Regions from separate parts of the Hordeum vulgare genome. Here region 1 is linked to region 2. The links are chromatin contacts, called in public Hi-C maps. All regions are on one chromosome and are shown on one strand. Each heading gives the region's core, a stretch centred on a gene start, on an enhancer-like site or on the middle of the called end of the contact. The rest is flanking DNA. Distances are from core to core; before and after follow the strand shown. Region 1 holds the start of LOC123447961 (putative pentatricopeptide repeat-containing protein At4g17915). Region 2 holds the start of LOC123447959.

Region 1 (7,043 bases), core at 2,450-4,949, 220 kb before region 2:
AAGATGCCACCACAGAGAAGTACGCCCAAGCGGACACCCACTCCGGCATCGCAACGGAGGTCAAGGAGTCTGACTACACCGGCACCCTCCCTTTCTACGCCAAGACGGCAACTCCTTGCAACATTCGCTACAGCTACATGGCAAGTTCTTTAGCTGGTTCAAAATCAAATCTATACTCCCTAGGTCAGATAGATATGCACCATGAACTTATAGTGTTTGTTTTGGCTTGGGCCTCGTGTAGAACATCGGGAAGAAGTTCTGCGTCATGAATGGCATCGCGACGAAGCGGCTGATGATACTCAAGGACTCGGGCGGGAGATCGTGGCCCGTGAAGCTGACGCTGACAAGCGACCAGGCACGCATGAAGGCCGGGTGGGGCCACTTCTCCGGCCACCACGGGATCAAGGTCGGGGACCTCTGTGTCTTCCACCTCGTCGACGAGCACACCTTCAACGTCAGCATAAGGCGGGCCGAGTAATAATGAAGTGTTTTGGCTACTGGTGCTCAGTGTGGGATGTCTTTTTTCAAACTGTCTTGGATTTGTCCCTTTAGCTTTGGTATAAATAACGATAATAAAGTGTCTCGGGTTCCAAATAGCATGCATTTTAGATGTAAGCATGTAATCACATAGACTATGGGAAACTCACTGACAAACAGAGCAGCAACTGAAACCATATGAGGCAGGTGAATGAAATGGAACACAATGAATTCATATCAATGATCTCAGATATGTAAAAATGTCATTAGCATAAACCAAAAATAACAAGAATGTGACATTGCTATGCAGGACTAGTTTATACTTCCACAGACACTTGCATGATTTCTATGGAAAAGAAGCAAACGATATAATGTGCAACAAAAAATAATCCCAAACGATAAGTGCCATACGTGTGGCACGAAATAACACAGTCCTGACGTTTTTTTACACTAAAGTTGCCATAAGAAAAAAAAACAATCCCAAAAAATATTGAAATTTGCCATCCAAACAGAAAGTTGCCATGCTTCACAACTAAAGTTGTCATCCTCAGATAACTAAAATTGCCATCAAAAAATGTCATGACGGAATTGTTTCGTGCCACACGTGTGGCACTTATCAGGGTCCAAAATAATTTGGTGATGGTTTAAGTTAGACAATCAAAATCTTAAGAATAGGCAGCAGCATGCCTGCCCAATGACAAATCTACAGAATAGGCAGCATAGCAGAAACACGGTTATGTTGTTAATGTTTCTTTCATTGGCATACATATTTTCTTCCAACGGGTTAATGCTGTTACATGATGTTTCCCAAAAAAGATTATTTTTCTGCCACTTCACAAGAATTAAACAAAGAAGCAAAAAAGATGAACAAACCGACTGTTGTGTACTAAGTACCAATATTTGCATTTTGTGATCTTATACTGCAGTGTGCGCATCATGTCTGGTGCAACAGGATCCTGATCAAATCATCACACCGATCACCTAAAAGAGGGGGAATTAGCAATACGCTTCACACAAAATTTGAACTCCATGACGACGATAGGGTATTCACTGCGTTAAACAAAAACTACTGATAGCAAATATATGATCCATAATTACCTCTATTGAAACTTTGGGATGCTAATGATCACATGGATTTTATCAGCGCCATCCAAATAATATTCACATCCAAGGTGATGCGTGGACCAGGCAGAGATCACTTCCTGCGTATACTGTGCTGGCATCATGACCACTCTAGTGGTCACATGTTGCATCTTCTCCTGCTGTATAATTTCAAATGACGCTTGGTTCTAAGGGTGACAATGCTGATTACATACTGCAACATTGCCAGCCAATATGGTATCTCCAAGAGCTGATGTATAACAGTAACACCCGTCAACAATAGCATGATCCTACTTTCCATCCTCCAGTTTATGCCACACGAACTGGATGTTTGACATTCATCTAATGCAGGATCATCTCCGAATTTCAATTTGTCTTCTCAATTGATCTTCTCGATTCTGCAGGACCACCCAATGAAGTTGCAGACTGTTTTCCTTGGATTATGGTTTTAACAGCCTAGCCATACGTAATGCTGCCCGAACTTTCCTCACGTCATTCTGAAAACCTGCACTACGAAGGCCAGCAATGACAGCACGCTTTGCAGATGCAAGAATGCTGTTCCCTTCACGCAAGCAGATCCGCAAGAATTTGGATGCCATATGATACCTACCAACCTTACATAGACCATGGACTAGTGAGGTGTAAGTAAAATCATCCTTGAGTTTCATGTTGTGCAGTAATTTGATGGCAGCATCCACCTCATCAGATTTGCAGAGTGCATCCACCAAGCAATTGTAAGCAATAACATTTGATTCCATGTCCCTTATCTCCATGTAACATAACTGCTTATGTGCAGCCTCGAAATGCCCCATCTTGCACAAACCATTAACCAAAATTGAGAATGTGTACTCATCACTCTCCAGACCGCCCTCTTCCATCATACTCAGCAGCTCAAACGCGTCATCCAGCTTTCCTTCCTTGCACCGCAGGTAAATCAGCGTATTATAGCATGCACTGTCAAGCCTGAACCCACTCCGTATCATTAGCTCACTGTAGGTGTTTGCTTCTTCCATCCTTCCCTTCTTGACTAACGCACTAATCACCGTGCAGTATGGGAAGAGATCTGGAATGTACCCTCCCTCCAGCAACGACAAGAAGGTCTCCAGCCCCTGATCAAACCTGCCATACTTAAAGCAGCACTTCATGACCGTGGTGTAAGTGACGACGTTCGGGGCATGCTCGGTCCTCCCAAGCTCCCTTAGAACCATGCGGGCGTACCCCACCTTGCCTGACTTGCACAGCCCATTGATCATAGTGTTGTAAGTCACGATGCCCACCGGGAGCCCCGTCCTCTGCAGGTACCTGAACATCCTGTACGCGTTCGTCGCATGACCAAACCTGAAGAGCCCGTCCAGGAGTGTGTTGTAGGTGGTGGCGCACGGTGCGACGCCTTTCTCGGCCATATCGGCAAACACCCGGTAGGCATCCTCCGGGTGGCCAGACCGGAACAGGCAGTGCATGAGCGCGTTGTAGCTCCAGGCGTCGGGGGCGACCCCCGCCTGCAGCATTTCGTCGAACAGGTCGAGGGCGCGCATCGTGAGCCCCCTCCGCGCGGCGCCGGCGATGAGGGAGTTGTAGGTGATGGCGTCGGGGCTCACCCCGGCCTCCCGCATCCGGTGGAGGACGGCGAACCCCGCGTCGAGGCCCGAGGCGCGGCAGTGCGCGGCGAGGAGGGTGTTGTAGGTGACGACGTCGGGGGGCATGCCGAGGCGGATGGCGTCCACGAGGACGGACTCTGCCCGGGCGATGCCGCCGCCGCGGCAGAGCGCCGCGAGGCAGACGTTCATCAGCCGCGTGGACAGCTGCGTCCGCGCCCAGGTCATTGCTCCTCCGCCTCCTCCTCGCCGCGAGACTATCTTCCGGTTCCGGGCTCGCTTCGACTCCCATACAGCTCGCTCGCTGTCCAGACCAACTTGCCGAGTTCGCGACGAGCAAGGCCGGCGCCTTGTTAATTTGTTGTGGGAAGAGCGCTGGGCTGCAGGAGGCGGCGAGAGGTTGGTGGCGGCGGCGGCGGCGCCACCGGGTGGTAGGGGAGTTGGGAGTTCGCACTTAGCTGACCTCGCAGCGAGGGACAGACTAGAGAGAGAACGCCAGGTGGGCCATGCATGTCATAGGCGGCACAGACAGACAAGTAGGGTTCATTTCTTTTCGCCTGACCCAACAGTCAGTGAGCATAATAGTCTTTTTTTCAGGGTGGACAAAAATTTGTCTGCACAAGGAGAAGGAATTAATTCACCACCTAATCGATTCAAAAATCATCGTGCTACAAATGATTCACAAAAAATTCGGGAGGAAAAAATCATTCTCATTCACACTAAAGCTTTGAGCTATTGTTACAAAAAGAATAAAACATGTCGTGGTACAACAATATCTTCTGTGAATACAATGAACAAATCAGGAAATCTGCAGGATTATACATACTCAAAAAAATCAAAATGTCGGCTGAAAAAGAAAAGAAATCAAAATGTGGCTTGAGGAAAAGGCAGATACAAAATTACACAGGCGGAGCCCAAACCAACCCCAGGCCTCACTGTGCCTTCATGGCTTTCTCCTTGCAGAGCTGGTGCCACTCCTGGAGCACGGCTGCCTGGAGCGCACGGTGCTCGGCTTCTTCCGCCGTGAGCTTGGAGAGCGTCGAGGGGCCCTTGGGGTTCCCAAACCCGTCCAGCTCCTCGCTCTGCTTCTTCTCCTCTTCCTCTTCTTGCTCGGTTTTCGCTGGAGGCATCTTAGGTTTGGCCGCCTTGAGTAGTGCTATCCTCTCCATGGATATCTTCAGCCGCTCCGCAGCTGCGCTCTTCACCTCCTCCTCGGGCATGTACTCAACAGCGCCGTCCGTGATGTCGTCCAGCCAGCCCTGGAGGTCCGACTCGATCTCTCTTGTGATAGATTCATCAGATGCACGCACGACAAACTTGCATATCATCGTGGTTGTCTCGTCACCCAGATCAACATTTCGGCTGACCTCACTTGCACCAAAGATCATCATGCCCACAAACCCACCAAACCATGTCTTTGCGGCGTAACACAACTGTGGAAGATACATGTGTTATAACCTTACGCAAATGGTAACTCTGCACACAATAGAATCAAGACCGAGGCATAACACCGTCTAAGTGACTATCAAATGCTTACCTGGAACCCAGCAACTGTTCGGATGAAATGAGAGCAGACTTGATGGAAGGGCTTAGAATAAATGGACTTCAATCCACTGAGGAAAGGAGAGCTATTATACTGCTGAGCAGCGGTGGCCTTGAAACCACTACCTTCATATGTGTATGTGCCAGTGCACTCAACCATGGCTGGCAAGCTTGGCCATAGACGGAAGTACTCAACTGGAGAGCATTCATATGGCAAGAGAAGTTCGGCGAGAGGGATCTTGTAGGGCTGACACCGCAAAACAACAGGCTCACCAAGCTCTGGCCGGAGCGCACGCTTCTGCCTCGTCATTTGTGAGTCCTCTTCTGCATAATCTCCTTCATAGTCTGCCGATCCTCCACTTCCGTAGAATGGGTAATACAGGACTTGAACCCAGAGAGAGCATCTCTCAAAATGTGAAACTCCCACAGTGACACTACTTTGGATTGGATCCTGCAGAATTGACGAGGCATTTTCCAAATAAATTAGATGCAAATATGGATTAGCTACTCTGTGATGACAGTACTTGCCCGATGATATACTCCCTCGGTTCCTAAGTATAAGTCTTTTTAGAGGTTTCACTAGCGGACTACATATGGATGTATATAGACATACTTTAGAGTGTAGATTCCCTCATTTTGTTCCGTATGTAGTCCCTAGTGAAATCTCTAAAAAGACTTATGTTTAGGAACAGAGGGAGTAATATTTATTATCGCTATTCTATTTTTATCAATAGCCTACAAATTTTAAGCGCAGCTCGTCTGGAAACAAGATACTGTCACTAACTTGAAAGCCGCCGCAATGCTAGACGGCCTGGCTCTTTGAAGATCACTTACATTTAACAACATCATGATCATGATAGTCTCAACTACCACATTATATCTAGTGTGCAATATAATGTGAACTCAACTGGCTAGACAGGTATACTACATTAAAAGGTAGTGGTAAATTTTGCCAGGAAATAGATTGAGAAGTTCACTAGCCGAGGAAGAAAATGTTTCACTATAAACTACATTCAAATACCACTACCTGCAGCCCTAGATTTGCCTGCCCATTCTGACTAATGACAAACTCTTAAAATTACTGTCAAATTTTAAAATATTTAATGATGATACATAATTGAAATTAAACTGCACGGTAAAAGCATATGCAAAATAGGCATTTCAAGATCGTGGAGGCACCTGGGAAACAAGATTACGCAAGTGGCGAACAGTGCGGGAAAATCCATCCATATAATACAATGCTCCAGAGAGCCCAACTCGGATATCCACCCTGTTGAGTTCCAGCTCAGTCAAATTCAAAATCTGCAAAAGTGTACATTAGTAAAAAAGGACAATCATACAACTCCAAGTCAAATAATACTATGGCTTATAGCAAAGTAATATGTCAGCAGACACAAATAGTTGTTTTAATTTCTCACCATTTTACCAGGTGGCAAAGTGCACATAAACTACACAGGAGCAATAACTAAATATAAAGTTCCTAACCTAACCAGTGTTCAACAGTAACCATAACACAGCAGTACAGATAAATAGAAATTATGTTAAATGTACACGGAAAAGATCATTGATCAGGTTATACCTTTAGATGCAGGGTGATTCTGCCATCAGTTGGATCCGCCAAATGATATGCTTCAATGTAGCATGGATCGCTGCTGCCAGTCAGAGTGCATGCTTTTGGAAGATCTTTGTGCAAAGCACCGATACCCTTTGTCTGTAGGAGAGTTAACTGGGTGGGATTGGGCCTCCAAAGCTCCTGAATAGCCTTATGAACTAATCCCTCCAATTTCCTATCTTGTGCAGCAGCAGCCTCTGAAAACTGAACTGTAAGCTTGTGGTGGCTAAAAGGGTAATCTCCTGTAGCATCACCGACACCAACCCACCTGGATGAAATATTGGAGAGTTAAAAATGGTAGGTGATTCTTTCTCCAAATGCATGTTCCAGTAGAGTATTTCTTTTTTTTTAGATATAGAACTTCTGCAAAATAGTGCAACCTGATGTAAAGTATTTAGTTTGAAGATGCAACCCTCACCTGTTATCTGGATGATTCGTCACATACTTTATTATCTGTAAGACATAACGTGACTGATGCTTGGTTACAGAATCAGCCGAAGTACTTGACCTGAACTCCTCCAATTCTTTACTGAGGAGCTGGCCAGCTCTTGCATTTCTGGCTCCCAAACGCTGAGCGCATATGAGGACAGCCTGCACATCTTGTATCCTATTTGATGTAGTGGCAGAGGAATCGGTGTTGAATAAAGTCTTATGCATGTTAGATATGATGATATTCAGAGGATCCTCTGGGTCATCAGCTAAAAGAGGATCAAGAC
Region 2 (6,774 bases), core at 1,657-4,156:
AAATGCAACATTATGCATGACCTGGCAATATGCAGGGCTAGGCAAGCACTAACGCAACATTAAACGTTATAGATGGATCGAGAAAATATCTGATGATATTTCTCGGGTCTCTCGCTACTACCGGACACGCGAAACAGATGAAAAAGTTTCATGTTCGCTATGCTAGGAACGCGTGACAGACGAATGGATAGCGTATTCGGGTTTGTCTTGTTTTTTTATCAACTTTCATGTACAAAGTATTTTCATCTAACTTACGAATTATTTTACATTAATTTTTTAAAGTTTATTAATGTCCAAAAATTTAAAAAGATTATTTTAATTCAATAACCATAATTATGACATCAACATGATGCCATGCTGACATCATCAGTCAACAATCCCGTTGACTGGTTAAAGTGGCCAATGGGCCCCACATGTCATTGACACAAGATTAATTAGGTTTAAAATTAATTAGAACAAATTAATTATGGGTGTGGGACCCACCTGCCATACTCTATTTAATTAATTAATCAACAGAGTAATTAACTAATCTAATCAATCCTTAATTATATATTTAATTAATTTACTAATTTATTAATTAATTATTTCAATTATTTTATTATCGTTTTTATATTCGTTTTTAACAATGTTACTTAGCAAGGGTGGGCTCCTGCTGTCATCCACACACGGGGGGTTAGTGGGGTGGTTAGCTCCCCACTAACCAGATCGAGCCGACCGTGGCAATGGTCAAGAGCGGCGGCAGCAGGCGAGGGGGAGGCCGGAGAGACGCGCTGGGGGGGGACGCGTGGCGGGGTCAGGGCGCACGACGAGCAGGGATGCGGCGGCCGGAGCCGCGGTGGGGCGCGGCCGTGGCCACGGGGACTGGCCAGACGACCAGAGCGGTGGCCGGGCGAGGCCATAGCGTGGCGAGAGGGGTTGGGGCTGGGCGAGCCAGGGCGCGGCGCGGCGGGGGCGAGGCGAGCTGCACAGGGGGGAACGGGGTGGCATGATGGAGTTGGGGGTGGTGGGGAGGCCGAAGACGTGGCGCGACCAGGGGCGAGGGGAGACCGGAGTGGGCGTGGGTGGTGGTCGAAGCTATGGGAGGCGCGCCGGGACATGGGAGAGGAAGAGAGAAGGGGAGGGCCCTCGGGTGGTGCTCACCACCGATGCATGGGTGGCAGAGTCCTGGGTGGTCCGACGGGGTAGGGAAGGAGGCGGCCGGCGGGGATGAAGGGGAGGAGGACCGACGGGGTAGGGGCGACAACATTAGGGTGAGCGCGGGAGGCCCCGATCCGATCTGGATCGAGAGCGGGGAAGGGGGTGAACGAGGCGAGGCGAGTGGGGGGTTGGTGGCTATAAGTGCGGGGGTGGGGGGAGGTGTAGGCGGTTGACATGGGCCGGCGGGGGGGGGGGGGGAGGGGGGTTGGGCCAGCTAGGTCAGGGCGAGTTGAGTCGGGGGGTGCTTTTTTTTAAATTTTATTTTTCTTTTTTTAAAAGTTCATGTTTTAGTTTTATTTTAATTTAGCGAATTTTAATACTTCCAAAAATGTTGATTCCCACAACACAATTACTTATGCATTATTTATCGCATCCCGTACATTTTAGTTTGTATGTTTGGAAACTTTCACCGTTTGACTTGGTTTTGAATTTCGAATTCGCACGAGATTGAATTATGCGAGATTAACAACAGTAACCGTGGTGACGTGACATCATTAGCATGTAATTATCGTGGTTTAATTATAGAGATTAGTGTAGCATAAATACAGGGGGCACAGGAGGGTAGAGGTCATGGGTGGCTGGGGTGCGGGCCACGGGGTGGGTGAGTCGGGGAGAAGAGACGCGAGTGAGGCTTTCCGCATGGTCCGACCTATTTGAAGGAACGTTGAGGTTCAAGGTAAACAGGGAATACGCCATTCCGTGAAATTGGTTGGTTCCGATTCCTTGGGCAGTCTAAACACACGAACTGGTCGGGAGAATGGAACCGATCCGCGTTGTTCCGCTTCGTGACTAAAACCAAACACATCCCCTAATAACGGGTAATGCACATAGAAAAGTTGGATGGAACCGGTAGGGATGACAATGGGTACCCATTATCCACGTACCCTGTGGGTAAAAACCCAATTAGGGTAAGGATATGGGACAAAAAGTCACCCATGGGTATATAAATAGGAAAACCTAAAACCCATCTGGTAGAGCGGGTATGGGTATGGGATCTTATAACCCATACCCATATACCTGTGTACCCATATAAAATCTATGTAAACTTAAAATTATCTCTACAATCTACACGATGTCAACAATTTATGAATTGAAAGTGTATGCCTATGTGTTGTTGTTTATGACTATATGATGTTGTTTTATAAGTATGCGTTGTAGTTATAATCTATCTTTGTAAACTATATGATATAATGCAGTTTATAACAATAAGTTTTTTAAATTGATGTTTTGAAAATATGGGTAATTTTACCCGTAGGTACCCGTCTACCTTGTCGGGTAATGGGTATGGAAAAAATTATATCCATTAACGGATATGGATAAGGGTGATGGATAATATCAGATGAGGCGGGTAACGGTATGAAAAGGCTCCACCCGTACCCATACCCTGCGGGTGCCATCCCTAGAAACCGGACCTTGATGAAACCTATGGAGTAGCAGCAGTACTAGAACATCATGCAAAATCAAATTTCCACTTGTTTTATCTTTTCCTTGACAGCCGTGCATCATCCAACACCTCTCGCGGAAATTTACAGCTATAGCCTCAGAATTAATAAAATCAACCTGCACTTCAAAGTCATCAAACGTAGGTCGGGAATGCAATTTTCTCAGCATATTTGGATGCGTATGCGATGTCCCCTCCCCTACTACAAAACCCAACCCACCCTCCGACGTGGTTGCCCTCCCCCCCCTCCCCGCCGCCGCCGCGGTAGCCGTCCTCACCCCTAAATAAAAATCCCACCTTTAGCAGCGCCGCCGCCTGACAAGATGGCTGCGTCTCCCGCTCGTTGGCCATGCTTGTGTCCAGGCGGGGTACGGTACCTCCCTACGAGGTGCGTGGATCCAGCGCCAAGTTGCCTGATCCAGGCCTGGGCGCGCCCCGTCGTCGGCCATGCCTGCGAGGTCTCCCGGCGAGGCGCCTGCTTCCAGGCCGGGCCCAGGCAGCGAGGTGCCTCCTGGCGGGGTGCCTGATCCAGGCCTGGCGCGGCCAGCGAGGTCTCCCAGCTAAGTGCCGCCGTTGAGATGGCGGCAGCACTAGCTGATCCAACGATCCCTAGCGCCTCCCGCAGCTCTGGAACCGCTGGCCCGGAGAAGGGCGGCGGCTGCCAGAATTGCTGATCCGGCCAGGGCGGCGCTTCAGGTTAGTTCCCAGCCCAATTTCTCGGTTCTTCACCCCCCCCGGGATTTCTCGATTCTTTCTGCCAATTTTTTTTATTTTTAAAAAAGGCCCAAACCGCTCTCTTCTTTCTTCGTCTTTCCCTGTCCAATCTTGGCCCATTCCCTCCATATCAAAGTCCAAAAGCCCAGTTCATCAATTTCGAAACGTGAAACAGCTACCCGGCAGATTTCGAACGAACCTCCCTTCTCTTCGCCTAGCTGTACCTCGCAAGGAACTTTCTCACCGCCCACTATATAAGAGAAGTACCCTGCTCATTTGTTTCATATAAGCATTTCCGTCCGTCCTCGTCCCCCAAACCCTAACCCTATTCGACACGCTTCCTCCCCATCAGATCGGTGAACGGCAACAATGTCGGTACGAGTTTTTCCGTCTCGTTTCTTCTAGTTCCTGAGGGCAGCTTGATGGGGATCGGAGGTGCTCGCCCGGACAAAACCCTGGGTGCCGTCGGGGATTTTCGAGATTCCTGAGCCCCTTGCGTTTTTCTGTGTTAAATCGCTGACCTCCATGCAAAGTTGGATCCCTCTTATTTTGGGGTTTAAACGCTGAACATTCTGCTAGATCGTCGGGGACGTAGCATTTTGTTCGGATTCTGCATCGGGTTCCTGAGCCCGGACAAAACCCTCGGTGCTGTCGGGGTTTTTCGAGATTCCTGAGCCCCTTGCGTTTTTCTGTGTTTAATTGCTGACCTCCAGGCAAAGTTGGATCCCTCTTATTTTGGGGTTTAAACGCTGAACATTCTGCTAGATCGTCGGGATGTAGCATTTTGTTCGGATTCTGCACCGATTATAACATGCATATCCCAAATATTCCGAGTATTTTAATCAAATGTTGCCATTAAGGCAAGGAATTTAGCCACTGTAGTTGTTTAAATTCTCTGAAGCTAGGTCGATCATGTTATCTGTGGAACTTCCGGCAACAGCTGGGTCGATTTTTGTTTGTTAACTTTGGTCTGTGCACACAAACCTAGATGTACTGCAGGATTTGTTAGGTATTATTAAATGATGCAAGTTATGCACTGCTCTGTTGAGTTGAGTTTTGCTGCAATAATGTCAAATCTTCCTGCTCCTTGTTTGCTGAGTTCATATTCCAGCAAAAATAGATAGTTACTAACTTCTATTCTGAATTTCTCGTTACACAGGAAAACACCCCATCCCCTGCCGCAGTTATTAACCCTGAGGTGAGGGTTATACTTTTGCCTGGTGGTGATTATTCACTTGATTTTATCTTAGTTGTTGTTAATAAAGTTGGAGAGTGAATTGCTTGTATATTCCACACTCATACAATTACAGCTGATGTACATATATAGGGCGAACCCCCTGAGGGTTAGGCACGCAGGCCAGGTTCGGTTAGAGATCCATAAATCTAGCAGTCAAGGGTAGACTAAGTATTACATGACTAACACCCCCCCTCAGCTGGAACGCCGTTTGGCAGGACGTTCAAGCTGGATCGGAAATCACGAAAAACCGATGATGGAAGACCCTTGGTGAACACATCTGCAAACTGAGAGCTGGATGGGACCTGAAGAACGCGTGCCTCACCGAGAGCAACCCGGTCGCGGACGAAGTGCAGGTCAATTTCGATATGCTTGGTGCGTTGATGCTGCACCGGATTGCAGGACATGTACGAGGCGCTGATGTTGTCGCAATAGATGACGGTGGCGCGTCGAGGAGGATGACGAAGTTCATGGAGGAGTTGTCGTAGCCAGCATGATTCGGCGACGCAATTAGCAAGGCCGCGGTATTCTGCCTTTGCGCTGGAGCGAGACACGGTGGGTTGGCGTTTGGAGGACCAGGAGATCAGGCTGTCGCCAAGGAAGACGCAGAAACCGGAGGTTGATTTCCGTGTGTCTGGGCACCCAGCCCACTCTGCGTCAGTATACGCAAGGAGATCGAGCGATGAGGACTTGAAGAGCTGGAGGCCGTAGTGAGAGGTGCCACGCAAGTAACGCAGGACCCGATTCACCAGCTGCATATGGAAGTCTCGTGGCTGATGCATGAACATGCAGATTTGTTGGACGGCGTAGGAGATGTCGGGTCGAGTGAGGGTTAGGTATTGGAGGGCGCCGGCGATGCTGCGGTATGTGGTGGGGTTTGGAAGTAGATGGCCGGCGTCGGCGGACAGTTTTGCAGTGCTGTCTATTGGTGTGGGCACAATGTTGCAATTTAGCATGTCAGCGCGATCCAGAATTTCAAGTGTGTATTGTTGTTGGCTCAAGAACAGGCCGGAGGCATTTGGTGTAACATTGATCCCGAGAAAGTGGTGTAATTCGCCCATGTCGGTCATGGCGAATTCGGCTTTGAGAGAGTTGATTATGTGAGCTAGGGTGGAGGTGGTGCTTGCGGTGAGTATGATGTCGTCCACATATATGAGAGGGTATGCGATGGAGGAGCCAGTGGATAGTATAAATAGGGAGGAATCGCTCTTGGAAGCATGAAAGCCAAGCGAGAGGAGGAAGGAGGTGAACCGCAAGAACCAAGTTTGAGGTGCCTGTTTGAGACCGTAGAGAGACTTACGGAGGAGAAGCGCTGATGAAGACCGATGGTTGAGAGCAGTACACTGTCTCCTTGAGATCGCCGTGGAGGAAGGTGTTCTTTACATCGAGCTGGTGAATTGGCCATGAGCAGGATGTTGCGATGCTCAAAACAACGCGAATGGTAGCCGGTTTCACCACTTGACTGAATGTCTCGTCGTAGTCGATGCCCTCCTTCTGAGTGAACCCGTGAACAACCAACGGGCCTTGTAGCGAGTGAATGAGCCGTTGGAGTTGAACTTATGGCGAAAAATCCATTTGCCTGTGACCACGTTGACACCTGCAGGTTTAGGAACCAAAGACCACGTCGAATTCTGAATTAAAGCAGTAAATTCATCACGCATCGCTTGGAGCCAGTTCGGGTCTTTGAGAGCAGAGCGGTAGGAAGGTGGGATGGGGGAAGGATGCGCCGGGTGTTTAGCGGTGAGGAAGAGTCGCTTGGGTTGGCAAAACCCGGATTTGGCGTGGGTACGCATCGTATGAGAATTAAGTGGAGGGGCTGTTGGTATCGCATGTGGCGGTAGATGCGGATGTGTGGTAGTGGCGTCGGAGCTTGTGGAGGATGACGTGCGATCCAAGGAGGAGGCGCTAGTGGAGCCGGCAGAGGCAGGTGTAGGTGAGCCAGGAGAGGCGGGTGCGGAAATCGGTGGCGAGTGGGCCGGAGAGATGGGCGGGAAAGGCTCGGTCGACGAGGTGGATCCTGCCGCAGCGGACGGGTTGGTGGGAGAACGACGCGGGGTAGTGGGTCCCGGGCTGTCGGCGGAGTGCGCGGTGGGGATTGGCGCAGGGCTGCATGGCGCGGGATCCGGGGAGATTCGATGGGGCCGGCAATGACTAGCTACGAGGTAGGTAGGATTTGGCGAGGATTTTC

The links. A called contact is a pair of places that touch in the nucleus more often than the background predicts.
Region 1: a contact with region 2 is called in a Hi-C map of leaf, with 3 times the contacts expected there. The contact joins the promoter of LOC123447961 here to the promoter of LOC123447959 in region 2. A contact is called at or near these places in 3 of 6 Hi-C or Micro-C datasets (leaf and seedling) and 1 of 1 datasets of contacts at active chromatin or transcription factors (embryo).

Annotation. Positions count from the first base shown.
Region 1 is chr4H:87,508,376-87,515,418 of MorexV3_pseudomolecules_assembly, reverse strand. It overlaps LOC123447961 (putative pentatricopeptide repeat-containing protein At4g17915), which reads right to left and starts at 3,699. Exons shown (of 2, transcript XM_045124710.1): 1 at 1,576-3,699; 2 at 1,215-1,458. The coding sequence starts at 3,401. The coding sequence ends at 2,019. It overlaps LOC123447960 (protein TPLATE), which reads right to left. Exons shown (of 7, transcript XM_045124709.1): 3 at 6,746-7,043; 4 at 6,295-6,595; 5 at 5,895-6,017; 6 at 4,711-5,166; 7 at 3,863-4,606. The coding sequence ends at 4,106. LOC123447962 (putative B3 domain-containing protein Os04g0347400) reads left to right here. Exons shown (of 3, transcript XM_045124711.1): 2 at 1-212; 3 at 254-712. The coding sequence ends at 478. LOC123447963 (a long non-coding RNA gene) reads right to left here and starts at 18. Exons shown (of 2, transcript XR_006631576.1): 1 at 1-18.
Region 2 is chr4H:87,291,392-87,298,165 of MorexV3_pseudomolecules_assembly, reverse strand. LOC123447959 reads left to right here and starts at 2,906. Exons shown (of 7, transcript XM_045124708.1): 1 at 2,906-3,334.